Regions from separate parts of the Mus musculus genome. Here region 1 is linked to region 2. A link is a contact called in public HiChIP or PLAC-seq data. All regions are on one chromosome and are shown on one strand. Each heading gives the region's core, a stretch centred on a gene start, on an enhancer-like site or on the middle of the called end of the contact. The rest is flanking DNA. Distances are from core to core; before and after follow the strand shown. Region 1 overlaps Ext1 (exostosin glycosyltransferase 1). Region 2 overlaps Ext1 (exostosin glycosyltransferase 1).

Region 1 (7,055 bases), core at 67-2,566, 170 kb before region 2:
AGTTCTAAGTACTATTTACAGCTTCTTTCCTCAAACCTTACCACCAGGAAGTCACTTTGCCTCCCCCTTTGGGCCCAAGTACCTTTCTGGAAGCCCAGGTCCTTGCGGCTCTGTGATAGGTTATTACCTCAAGTGATGTGGTCACCAAGAAGCATGTTGTCTGTGTTCCAGAGTGAACCATGTAGGGTTCATTGGAAAAGATCCTATTCAGAAGTGTACTAATGGGTTGTTGTACGTGCTGGACAGTGTCCATACAATATCAAGAATCCGTGACTTACTATATTGTCTGTAGATGCTAACCCTAGTGCCCAACCTGTTATTTTTTGGAAAGATGAAGGAACCAGAAGAACGAAATGAAATGTTCTAACTGTAACAATGCCCATGACAGAGCTGCCAGTCAGATGACAGTTCGCTAACGACTAATCTTCAATGCACCTCTCCCCCTGTGGCTTAGCATGGGTCACATGTCCAACTAAAGTTATGATGATGATATATTGATTCCTGTCTCAAGGGGATGTGTCAAAAGTTTAATTGGTCTGCTAAACACCTGCAACCGAGGCGAGTTTATTTTATTTGCTTGATTTCAAAGAAAAACAGAGATAAGTTGAAAGCAAGAAAGCTTAGAGGTTGTTATATTGTTTTACAGTCAGACATAAATAGCATACTAGTAACTGTGTGTAAATAAAAAATAATTTCAAAGGCTTGTTTTTATCTTGGACTGCTAATTAAGCCAGTGACTTGGATATGCTGCTTTCTCTTACAGTTTTGCTCACTGCCAGTATTGAGCCTCTGGACAGGGAAATATGAATTATTTGGGGGGCAGGTCAGGAGAATTATCTTAGCAGTAACTGTGAGGTTCCTAAGATCAAAGATCTTGACAGTGGTCCTGGTACCTCTCTACCTAGCCTCACAACTGGTACCATCTACATTTACCCTGTAGTAACAGTGGTGGCTGGCAATGCTTATTGTAACTGCAGCATTGCTGGGCTTAGCTTCTGTAACTTGTGACAATGACTGCCTCCCCTCACCCCACCCCCATCCTGACAGTGTCGGGCCTCCATGATTTATGACAGTGATTGTCAGGGACTCTTGAAGGCCATCCAATTTGAGGATCTAGGTTCTCGTTTCTTGTCACTTCTGGCACATTTGATGGATTCTTGCTATCAGCTGGCATGTTTCATAATTGTCAGAACTTTGATTGAAGTGGTATTTTTGCAAAAAAAAATTATCAAAGAGTTATTTAAAAAAAATACTCCTTCACCACATTTCCTCACCTCTGTGCCCAAAACTGCTTTGTGTGAGGTTCACAGTCCCATCATTTACCTCTCTGTGACTTGCTGACCTGGCAAAACGGTCTCTTCACTCCTCTTTTATAGTCCTGTGCCTTGTATTTTGCTTGTTTGAGCCTTTTCTCCACCACAGGATAAAAGCTTTTGTAAGCAGCATTACCGAGGCCTGGTACAGTGATTCACTCCAGTAATCCCAGACCTTGGGAGGGAGATCAGGAGTCTGAGGTCAGTTTGAGGATAGCCTGGGCTACATGATACCTTGTCAGAAAACAACACTATCAACTCGAAAGAGAAACAAAAGCAAAGCAAAACAAATCGACAAAACCAGAGCTAAGCAAAGGAGAGTGGCACCTGGGAGGAAGTTGCTCAGCTCTCCTTTGAGCAGCCATTTAAGGCAGATGTGGGTGGGGTGGCACTAGACGGTATCAGGCTCCCTTCTTATCTTAAACCTGGTGTGGTTTGTTCTGCTTCTGTTTTTCCCCCACAAGCCAACATTCTTTGGCTGGAATGCCTGTTCTGTAGATCTCTGGCTGCCATTGCTACGTAGAAATCTGCCCCTGGACTTTGAAACTCTACTCTTGGGGAAGCCACAGAAATCAGCCAGGGGCCAGGAATAGTTCTAGTCCCTTCACACAGGAAGGAATGCTCCCTCTCAATGCTGAGTATCTTTCCTCTCTCCCTCTCTCCTCCTATATGTCAGTCTTACCCAGTGCAGGCCGGCCTCTAAACTCTCAGTGTAGGAAGGTTAGGGTGAGTGTGAACTCCTGATCCCCCTGCCTCCACCTCTCATGGGATTATAAACATTGCCACTATCCATCCACCTTTCATTTCCCTCTTTCTCCCCTCTTTCTCCTCTCTTTCTCCCCTCCCCCCTGCTCCCTTTTCTGTTTTTGAGACAGAGTCTATGCTATAGTCTAGGTCAGCGCGGGACTCACTGTGTATCCCTGGCTGGCCTCTAGCGCATCCTGCTTCAGGCCTTTCAGAGAGTAGCCACCTCCTCTCCCTTCTCTGTGTGCCAGGCACAGTAACAGGAGGTTTCTCCTCTTGCTTTAATTACACAGCTTCTAGATCTCAGTTTCTTTTCTCAGAAGCAAACCCTGTTAGAAGTCCTTTTTTGTATTTGGACGGAGGCAGCTCCATGCATATATAGTACCAGCTCACATCCATCTGTGGAAACACACAAACACACTGACAAGAAGATATGGTATACACTCATAAACCTCCACTTTTACTCTGCTCTTTAAACACCCAGTCTCTAGCATCTCCCTCCTGTGCTTAGAGGAAGAGGTCTCCTGATGTCTCCTCCAATGGCCAGGCCTCCTTTCAAGCTTCCTCTAGCCCTGTTTGTTCTCCCTTCTGCCTCAACCCTCTAGTCTCCTGAGCTGTTGTTACTCAGGCAAGTGTGTCTCAAGCCCCTTGCCCTGGATGCAGTGTCCTGGACTAGTTCTTGATAGCACTGATCAGCAGAGTCTTTGTGGTAAGTTAATAACTCTGGGGTGGAGAGATGGAGCTGAAGGCTCATGGAGGCAAAAGCTGGGTTCCATACCCACAACCTTCAGTGGAAGGAAAGAACCAACTGTTCAACATTCTTTGACACGTCTGACCTGACATGTGTCCTGGAAAGAGTTATGGTCTATTCTCAGGCTCTCAACTCCTCTCCCATCCCCTCCTTTCTTTGATTCCATTCCCATCTTTCTCTTTCTTTGTCTTATGCATGCTAGTTAGGCATGCACTTAAACAATCTGTCCCGCCTCCTGAGTGCAGTCCTATCTGGGCACTCCTGGCATTTCCCCCCCTCTGTTGTTTCTAATAGTTCTTGAGAGGACAGTCGTACTAAGAAGCCTAGCAGCAAAGCTCTGAGATGTCTTGGCAGTTACTAAGAATAGCTTCTGGCTTATTTTCCCACTCTTTCCTCCTCTGTTTTGTCTTAACTCTGAAGCATAAGAGCTCCCTCTTATCTTATTAACAAAATAATACATTCTCTCCTGGGCAATTACACGAGTGTATATGATCTCTTCCGACTGCCAGCCGTCTGTGTCTGTCCAGAAGTCAGCAAGGGGATGAAAAGGGTTCAAGGAAGGGGGCAGTAAGTGACAACAGAACACACTGTAGACTACTTGTCAGCCTGAGGCAGGTCTGATGTCCAGCATCTCTATGTTCCCAGCCCCGGAGTCACTGCTTCTAATGCATCATGGCCCTGGACCGTGAGAATGAATGATCAGTGGGAAGAAAGGAAGAAGTGCTTTGTATGAGCTTCACAGTCCCATCCTTTACCTCACTGGTCCTGGCCCCGACACTGTGGTTCAGGAACTGCTAGAGCCATGTATTCCTCGGTACTATAGCCACTTCTTCATGTCATTCCTATGTAGGCTCCTTCCTCCCCTCCTCAGCAGTAGCTTTTTATTTTTAGAAGTTTTTTATTGTTTATTGTTAGCATTATTTAAAGCAGGGTCTAACTCTGTGGCTCAGACCGGCTTCAACGTTATCATCTTGATGGCGCAGCTTTGGAGTGATGAGGCTGAGGTGTCCCATCATGCCCAGCTTCTGTATTAATCTTTGGTGATTGTGTTCATGTGTGCATATCTTCAGGCATACATGCTCCTGTGGGCGTGTACCTGTGGAGCCAGACGTCAACATTGTTTTTGAAACAGTAGCTTTGCCTGGAACTTGCTGATTAGGCCAGGGTGGCTGACCAGCCAGTCTCAGGGAACCACCTGCCTCTACTCTCCCTGTACTGGGATAATAAGTGTATCCTGCTGTGCTACCGCATCTGGCTATTTTACATGGGTTCTGAGGATGGATGGATTTCAGTTCCTCATCCGTGAGTGGCATGCACTACCCACTGGGCTAACTTCCCAACATTGGTGATGGAGTTGACACAGGAAGGTTAATCTGTCACATGGCTCTGCATCTGGATGTGATCATCATTCCCTTTGGAAGGCAGAGGACTTGCTTCTGATTCCCATAGCTCCTCTGTCGCCTGGGAGTCTTCTAAATGTCCTCCACTCGGCTCAGGGATGTTCCTACTTCGAAGTTGCCATTGGCCGACTAAGGTTTCTTCTGAGCAACGCCAGGGAGGGTGTCCCTGTTGTCCTCCCATTGTTCTGAGTCTGGTGACACTGTATTTAATTGCCAGTACTCAGGACTGTTATGCTTCGTAAGGATTACTGGGTTATTTATAATTAGTTCATTGTCTGTGTACCAGTAATGCTACTTGAAGTTCTGGAAAATAGTTTAATAAGTCTCCTTTTCCCTACTCAGAGCAAACTTCCTTTTTCAGTAGTTATTGGGAAAGTAAACTTTACCCTCATTTATCTCAAGCAACGTAACTCTCTTACTCATGAACTTTATATCATAGTCAGTTAACATCTAGGAAATAATGTGACCTTGCCTTGAGATGACATGTCATATAACATAGGTATTGTGTTGGTTAGTTTTGTCATCTCCACACAAACTAGAGTCACCTGGGTAGAGGGAAGCTCAGGTGAAGAGTAGGCTGATTAAAGTGGGTGCCTACAGCCCATAGTAGTCAGGGCCATTCCTGGACAGGTTGCATGGGTAGTGTAAGAAATCCACTGAGTAAACCAGGGAGAGCAAGCCAGGGAGTAGCAGTCCTCCATGCCCTCTGCTTCACCTCCTCCCTCCAGGTTCCTCAGTGAGGTCCTGTCCTCAATGATGGACTTGGGAGTGTGAGATAAATAAGCCCTTTTGTCTCAAGTTGGTTTCGCCAGCGTTTAAAGAATGCAACAGAGGACTAGCTAGAATGTGGATTAAAACTCTAGACCTAAGTCCTCTAGCCCTCCTACCCCCTTTCCTGCCTTTCCCTTGGCTTTTGATAAAACCATCACATTAACATATGCTTGGATGAAAAAACTCTATTTTGTTCATTAATAGAAAATATGGATCAAATTTAAAAAACCTTTCCTTAAAAATTGTACTATAATCCTTTTTGTATGATTGTTTTTGTTGTTTTGTTTGTTTTGTTTTGTTTTTTGAGAAATATATCTGTTTTAAAATAGGGTGCTGAAAGGTTGTGCCAAACTATTTGTTGGTTTGAGTGGAAGATAAACCATTTACTTTTTGGAGTATACACACTTGATATTGTGTGTATACTAATCGTAATGCACTGTGCCAAATCAGTGGGGGTGGGGTGCTTCAATGGAAAGCCTCATTCTGTAAATGTTTGACCATGGGAAAAAAATACAGGACTTTTTAACCTGCCTGGTTGCATTCCATAAAATAATAAATTAATGGAATTATGAAAATAACAGGGCTGGTGAGATGGCTCAGTTGGTAAGAGCACCTGACTGCTCTTCCAGGCTGCTCTTCCGAAGGTCCCGAGTTCAAATCCCAGAAACCACATGGTGGCTCACAACCATCCGTAACAAGATCTGACTCCCTTTTCTGGAGTGTCTGAAGACAGCTACAGTGTACTTACATATAAATAAATATTTAAAAAAAAATTAAGAAAATAACAGACAGTCATTATAGCCATTTTGGTCAAACTTTGGTAGTTCATAGTGAGGCCTCAGGGAAAGGAAGATGCATCTTTTAAACACGTATTATTTTTTCTCTCTCTTTTCCCAACACTATTTTTTCTTGTTTTCTCTCTGATACATTCTCATATATATATCAACTTCATAGACACCCAATAGGTTATTGCTCATAGGCAACATAATTGTACAGAATATAAAGCCTATGATTACAGTTTCATTGGTGGTTGGCTTGTCAGAGATTTTATGAGTCTTGAGACTTGCTTGAAAAGCATGGATTTCAGCCACGTTTCTGTTTGATTTCAGGTAGACCGTTCTTTATATTTTCCCTCCCTCCCTCCTTCCCTCCCTCCTTCCCTTTATCCCTTCATCCATATGTATATTATAGTAGGTTGATCAGGGCAACTAAATGACTAAGAGGATGGCGTGGATTGAGATAAACAGCAAAAATATTAGGATTTGAGAGTTGGAGGATGAAGAGTGACGTGTAGAGTACTGTTCTGGGGAACTCACACTTGCTTCCCAAATCCCAGAAGGCTGTAATAAAAGGGCACCTCTCTACAGCAGAAGGAAGTCGTTTAAGTTTGAATAAAAGGAAAAAGGATGTGTGTGTCCAGATGATAACAAGCAAATAGGATTCATCTTCCTGAGTATGTTTGTAGTGCTCAAGGATATGTGTTCTAGAGTGACTGGGACGGAGCCTGATAGCAGAGACTCCAGGATAATACAGGGAAACCCAGACACCTTCTCTAATCCTCCCGTCGGTCATCACCCACAGAAGGGATTCGATGCAGTCTGTTTGATTGCTATTGTCCTACAGAAAGTCTGGTGGGAACTGGACTTCTGCTTGACCCTGAGTGACAATTTTTATGCTTTTAAAATTGGTTATCTTCCAGACTGGTCGTTTTTATAGTTCTTACGCCTCAGTACCTCAACTTGTGCAGAACAGTTTTATTTGAGTCATAAATTTTTAATGTCAAAACCTTCCTGACAATTATTAGCTAAATGTTTAGCTCAATAGAGAGATTAAATACATACATCTTAGAACTTAGTGACCAAATGACTTAACCTATAGAAGGATTTTCAAGTCTGAAGTAATTTCCCAGGACTTTAGGCTGATACACACTTGATCTAATATTTGAAGTCAGAATAAAAATGCTTGTAATAGATGATTACTGTTGGTCACGTGAAAAAATTCCATAGAGTCAGTCTCTAGTATGCATTTGGGATACTCATCAATGCAAGCTTTCTCCCTTTGTTGTTAAAACAAAAG
Region 2 (6,264 bases), core at 607-3,106:
TAAATCGGTTTGGGTTGAGTGGTTAGGCTCATGAACAGTCTTTAAATAGACACATTTATAGATACTTCATGGTCCCTAGAGTGGCACTTCTTAGAAAAGGGTTTGTTGGTTGGTTGGTTGGTTGGTTGGTTGGTTTTGTTTTTGGTTTTTATTGTTGTTGTTGTTCTGTTTGTTTACTGTCTCCAAGACCTCTCATGTCCATATCAGGACCAAAGATTTTGTGGACTTGAGGAGGAAGAGGAGAAGGAAGAGGAGGAAGAGGGAACGGGACTTAGGACTGTAGGAGTCCCCTATACAACTAACCTGCTACCACAGAATCTTAGAGCTGAGCTAGGCCAGTGCACAGTCTCCATGCATTTGAATGCTGTTGAGGTTGCTTTCCTAGACCTGTTGTTTGTTCTGATGTTTCTTGGGGACATTTTTACTTAGCAGTTGGTGACTTTGGTGGTGAGCCTAGCCTTTACTGGCTTAGCCATCATTTCAGCCTGGGTGATGATTTTTTAATAGACCTGTTTTCTAGAAAATGAATGCTATGAAGAACAAAAGTGCAACCCACTGAGTTGTTTTGATCAAGCTCATCTCTCTGTTTTGCAGTTATAATTACTATGTGTTCCCCTTATGTTACAGATTCCTTCTACAATCAGGTCTATTCATCAGGATAAAATCCTAGCACTTAGACAGCAGACACAGTTCTTGTGGGAGGCTTATTTTTCTTCAGTTGAGAAGATTGTATTAACTACACTAGAGGTAAGTGAGACCATTCCACTCATGATCTTTGAATAATAGTTCTTTTATTGCAACCTCTTTTTTTACTGTTGGGTTGTGTACTTAGTCAAGTAGGACAAAACCAAATTTCCTGTCCTTGCATAGTTTAGTGACAGCTCATCCTGCAACCCCACATCTGTTTTACCAGTCTTAAGCAAATGCCCTCATTCCTGACAAATTCTCATAGTAGAAGTGACATGGAGAGAAGTTGTACCCTGGACAAAGTGATTTGTCTGGCATAATTTCAGAGGTAATGTGGGTAATGACTATCTTCCTGTCACTCAAACTCAGTGGTATCCTTTGAAGACATATTTCTGGAGTAAATTGAGAAAAAAAGATACTGATCAAGTAAGGAAACTATCCTCCACCATTCTTAAACTATGAACAGTTCAGGGGCCACCATAGGGCACAGCACTTTAAGAGACAGCAGAATTGCTTCTGAAGACACAAACAACTGAACCAGCCAACCCCATGTTGTAAGGTTGTGGTAAGAAGAAAACTTCTGTCATGGTTGTATCCTACTGGTGTTGAAAATGTTAATCTTTATAAAAGTAGAAACTCTGGCTCATGAGTGGATAAACATCTTCAAGTTGCTTTATTCTGTCTGTGTGTGTGTGTGTGTGTGTGTGTGTGTGTGTGTTGGGGGGCAGGGGAGTTGTATTGAGAAAGCACTCCACATACACTGAGCCATGTCTCATTCTTTTAAATTGCCTGGTTTAAGGCAATAGCAAAATAGAAAATCATGAAAATGATTAAAACCACAGGAAGTAGAGCAGATAGCAATGGCCTCGGGCTATGCAGAGCTTTGCAAAGAGCTAAGAAAGCTCACAGAAAACTGCACACTCATGAGTTTCCTGCCTATGAGCAGGGGAGTGATCAGATTGTCTCCTGAGGTGACCCTGGAACTTGGAGAATGGGGCAGGACAATCTACTACACACTTGGAGAGTATTTCCTTCGGAAGTTAACAATCACTCTGAAAGCTAATATAATCTTGAATAAATACAAAACAACCAAGTAATACCGTGGAAACTGAAGTCACCTGCTCCATTGACATGATCATGCTGTGTTCTTGTTGAGGGGAGGGAGGGTCAGCATGAGTGTTAGACAAAGCACAGTGGAAATTTTTCCACACCAGCCTAACTTCAGCTCCAGGTCTTAGCTCTAGGCAACCAGTCACCAGGATTTTTATGCCCGGTGTACATCCTGCGGCTAGGTAAACAGGTCTATCTAAGTTATTTTCCATTCCTTTTTGCTTTTGTTTCTGAGTGAGATAGGAGATTTTTTTTTTCTTTAAAAATAATAAATCATTTTCTAGCCTTTTACTTCTTAGAATGTTAGCAAAACTAACTGGATTTTATCTGTCTCTTGCTCAGGAAGCCCACAGATAAACAAAAGAAACTGCCACAACATTTTTGACACTTGCAGTTTTTAGAATATTTGAAATATTAGTTTTTTGTCCTAAGCATTCCCCCTCAGCTGTTCACACTCATTTTGCTCTGTTTGTGTTATACCCGTCTCAGTGTCTGTGGCTTCTCTGCTGGCTACATTTAGACAGAGCCTTGGCCTTCTAATGTATAGTTTATCTGTACACATACAGACACATACACATATTTTACTGCAATCATTTTTTTTAATATATCATACCGTCTAACTGCTTAGACTATTGGCTTTTAATCATGTTCTGTATTAAAAAGGTAGCCTTTTTTTCTTCATTTATTTTCTTTCTTGTAAGTTATTTTCTAGTTTTCCCGTGGCTTTAGTTACTCTTTCGGGCTACGTAGTATGTCTTCGGGCGTGTCCTTAGCCTTTTTATCCTGTCCTGCTCTGTTCACCGATACACCCAGACCACGTTTTAATCTGTCTTCACCCTAATACCATCGTGTGGTAAGCCTCTGCTTATCCACCCATCTGGTGCAGGTCACCGTAAATACTATCTGTGATTACTGCTATCTGCATAGATGACTGGGAATGCATACAGTGCCTTAGTCAGTGTTTTGCTTGCATTTTGAGCTTTGTTTCTGCCTACACTTCTAGGTTGGTATTTATGAAGTGAAATTAGTGAACCAAAGAGTCCAGGCATTACAAAGTTCATAATATATTTTGTTAAATTACTATGTTTTTTCTTAAACTTGAAAAAAACATATTGTTTTATTTTTGTTTGATGAAAATGGCACATGAAATTGAATGACATAAAATAAAACTTGAGTAATGGGGGAGTCTACTGTAAAGATAGCAATTTTCCTCGATCTACACATCAAAGTCTTAAAAGAAGTTAGACAAATTACTTTTAGTTTAAAGATTAATTATATTTAGTTTGAAGAATAAATGCCCTACCATAGCCTAGGATTATTGAAAAGCAGTAAAGATCATTTATTTCCATAGTTTAATTAGCACACATTATAAAGCTACCATAATTATGAGAGCTTTGATCCAACTTCTCAAATGAGAGAAGATATGAGTTGTGTTACTTGATACCAAATAACGTATTGTTAGTACAATAGTGGGCATATAGTATAAAAGTATTAGCAACACTCGCATGAGGACTTGGTTGGACTCCCAGTATCCATGTAAAAGCCAGCCATGGTGACATGGGCCTGTGACTACAATGCAGTGCAGACAGTGGCAGGCATATTCCAGAAGCTTGATACGTAGCCAGGCTAGCCCAAACTGCAAGGTCCAGGTCCAAGTGCAGACCTGTCCACCTCTGATCTCCACACAGGTGAGCACTCCACACTCACACAGGCACACAAAGATAATACAGTTGATGTAATAAGATAGAGGTGGGTATAGCCATATCATTTGAAGTTAAAGAAGCTGCTCTGCACATGATCTCAGGCATAAAACACACTAAGCATGACGATGAAAATCATTAAAACTTTTGTCAGGCAGATACACCATAAAGAAATGCAAAACTGAGAGCAGAGGTTCACAGTCAATATGAAGCTAAAAAATGTTAATATTTTTGACATGTAAACTCTGATAAAGAAATTAGAAAAATATCCAAGTTCCCAAGTAGGCTGGAATACAGTGAGACCTTGTCAAAAACACACAAAAGTACTTATATTTTCAGATTAGAACAATTGAAGTACGTCTTTTCCCAAAACCCGTTAAAGTACATCTTTCTACAAACATTCTGAATTAGGATATGAAATGAAAAGGAAAAACTCCTAATATTTCAGTAATGTATGTATACATAAATTATACATATGTATGTATACAATGGCAGATGCGTATAGATAATCAGTACATACAGCAGTTTGAGTTAATGGTTTTCTTAAAGTATATTATGATGGTGCAGAAAATAACATGCATTCATTAAATCCATATTTTGAGTACTTATTTTGTACCTTTTCCCAGGCTATCAGTATGTGTGATAGAATATTGTGTTGTGAATCTGGGCAGTGGCCATGAGCCATATCTCCCAGTCAGCCACACTTGTATCTCTGTGTGCTGTGTTGCTAAGGTTAGTTAGTATGCTGGATGAACTGAGTATAGTAAACACATTTTCAACTTACTTTATTTTTAGTCTATAATGAGTTTATCAGGATGTGACACCCTCATAATCTAAAGAAGTATCTACAGAATCCTTGTGTGGATGGATATAATAAAGACAAGAGATGCAAAAGTGTGGAGTGGCTTAATTGCTAATTAAATTGAATTGTACTTGTTCCTAAGCGTATATAGTCAAGTCATGTATGCATCAGGTGCTGTGAAAGGGATATTTACCTTAACTTGAGGAAGTTAAAATTAAATAAAATACTACTTCCCACCTATAGCATCAGTAGATGTCCCATGGAATCATGGTAGTGGTGTCACCAAGGGTGCAGAAGAGAGACTTTAAGATTAGATGGAGGATGACTACCCCTCTTAAGCCTTTCTGCAGAGGCTAGCACCTTTAGAAGAAAGCATAATTTTCACCCTGTACTTCTCGAGAAGATAATGACCTAATGAAGAAAGTTCTAAGTAGCATAGGCTATGGTGTTTATGTTTGTTATAACATTGCACATCCTCAGTCAGATAGTGAGAAACAGATTGGCCAATTGTAATGTATCTACATTGAAGACTATTATACAGACACCAAATGTGGTAAGGATATACATTTATTGGTATAAGCAAATGTTCATACTGTTCTTTTAAAAACAGGTTACAATATATTCAAACCCATCTTTTATTTTGGTCAACATAATACAGACTTATACACATTTAGGGAAAACCATTCCTAAGTCATGATATAAAATACTAGCTGTATCCCCCTTTAAAGTCTTATGTATTTTACTTTTTGTGTGTATGAATGTTTTACCCGTATGTATATATGTGGATCACATGGACATAGTGCCCTCAGAGGCCAGTAATAGGTGTTAGATCCCCTGGAACTGGAGTTCAGATGATTGTAAGCTGTTTTCCTGTTCCTCTGTGAGCTCCACTGAGTCACCTTCTCATCCCCTCTCTGTCCTCTATTTAAGCAGGGATTTATGTGAAGCTGATTTTTTTTTTATTTTCTCTTTTGTCTTCCCTAATTTGCTGCAAAGGACCTATCATGAGTGACTAGTTCATTCTCTTGATATTTCAAAATAAAGCAGTCCATGTAAGAAAGAAAACTGCCTTAAATGACACATCTCATTGCCTACAGTAGGAGGAACAGTATTGCATCCACTTAGACTCTTTAAATGGTTGCCTCCACTTAGACTCTCCCAGGCTGTCTCTGAGAGACCCTCCTCTGCTGCATTCTTGTGAGCCTTCATGATTGTAATTAAAACATAACACACAGACAACATTGCTAATTTGCCAGGCAAAAGATCATATCTCATTAATTATATTTCTTTTGCAGCAGGTTATTGTGTGGATCCAGTTTCTTGTCTATTAAGTTAACAGAGCTCCCTCCATTCTCCTGCAATAACAGCTGGATGTGTTACATTCATCACAATAGAATCTTACGTTGAGCTGTTTTCATCTTTGAGCCTAGAAAAGCTTTCTTCCCCTTGGATCTAAGCCACACAATTCTTTAGCAACACATTTTTTTTTAACACTAAAACCATATACTTCATTCAAATTTATAGCAGCTGTCAAATCTCTCTATATCATCCCAAGATTGGATTGTAACCATCTGACCTCTCAGGCAAATTGCAAGAGAGAGAACACTTGCTTTCCCATCTTAATTCAGAGCTTGCATTACCCTAAATTCAACAAACAGAAAAACAGAAGTGGTAAAGGAAATGCCATCCTTATACACAAAGCAACAAAGCATACGTGTTCCTGAGATGAGCTCAAGGACCACACGTCAGCTGGGCCCACTTGGCCTAGCACTTAGACACAATAAGTCGTCCAATGGGTTATGGCCCTGCTAAGGAAGAAAATGGACGTTAACTCTAGGCAGCATAGACTTAAGGCTCTTTTGCTTAATTTATCTACGCATAGACTCTGGATCTGTGGTACTTCTTCCTTGTTGATCATAATCTAGACCCTGAGAGTGGGATGACAAGTCTTTGGAGAATCCCCAC

What was found. HiChIP or PLAC-seq counts read pairs in DNA pulled down with a chosen protein or histone mark.
Region 1: a contact with region 2 is called in an H3K27ac HiChIP or PLAC-seq map of regulatory T cells, with 5 times the contacts expected there. The contact joins two enhancer-like sites. A contact is called at or near these places in 1 of 484 Hi-C or Micro-C datasets (cerebral cortex) and 1 of 115 datasets of contacts at active chromatin or transcription factors (regulatory T cells).

The regions. Positions count from the first base shown.
Region 1 is chr15:53,261,797-53,268,851 of GRCm38.p6, reverse strand. The region is part of intron 1 of Ext1 (exostosin glycosyltransferase 1); the gene reads left to right. Among named protein-coding and RNA genes, the nearest start is that of Ext1, 81 kb to the left of the region's middle. Within about 2 kb of position 1,316, at least 95 of the 459 cell types and tissues checked have an H3K27ac peak or open chromatin away from gene starts, as enhancers often do. A contact at or near this core is called in regulatory T cells, where this site is marked.
Region 2 is chr15:53,096,168-53,102,431 of GRCm38.p6, reverse strand. It overlaps Ext1 (exostosin glycosyltransferase 1), which reads left to right. Exons shown (of 11, transcript NM_010162.2): 4 at 628-747. Among named protein-coding and RNA genes, the nearest start is that of Gm41323, 170 kb to the right of the region's middle. Within about 2 kb of position 1,856, at least 49 of the 459 cell types and tissues checked have an H3K27ac peak or open chromatin away from gene starts, as enhancers often do. A contact at or near this core is called in regulatory T cells, where this site is marked.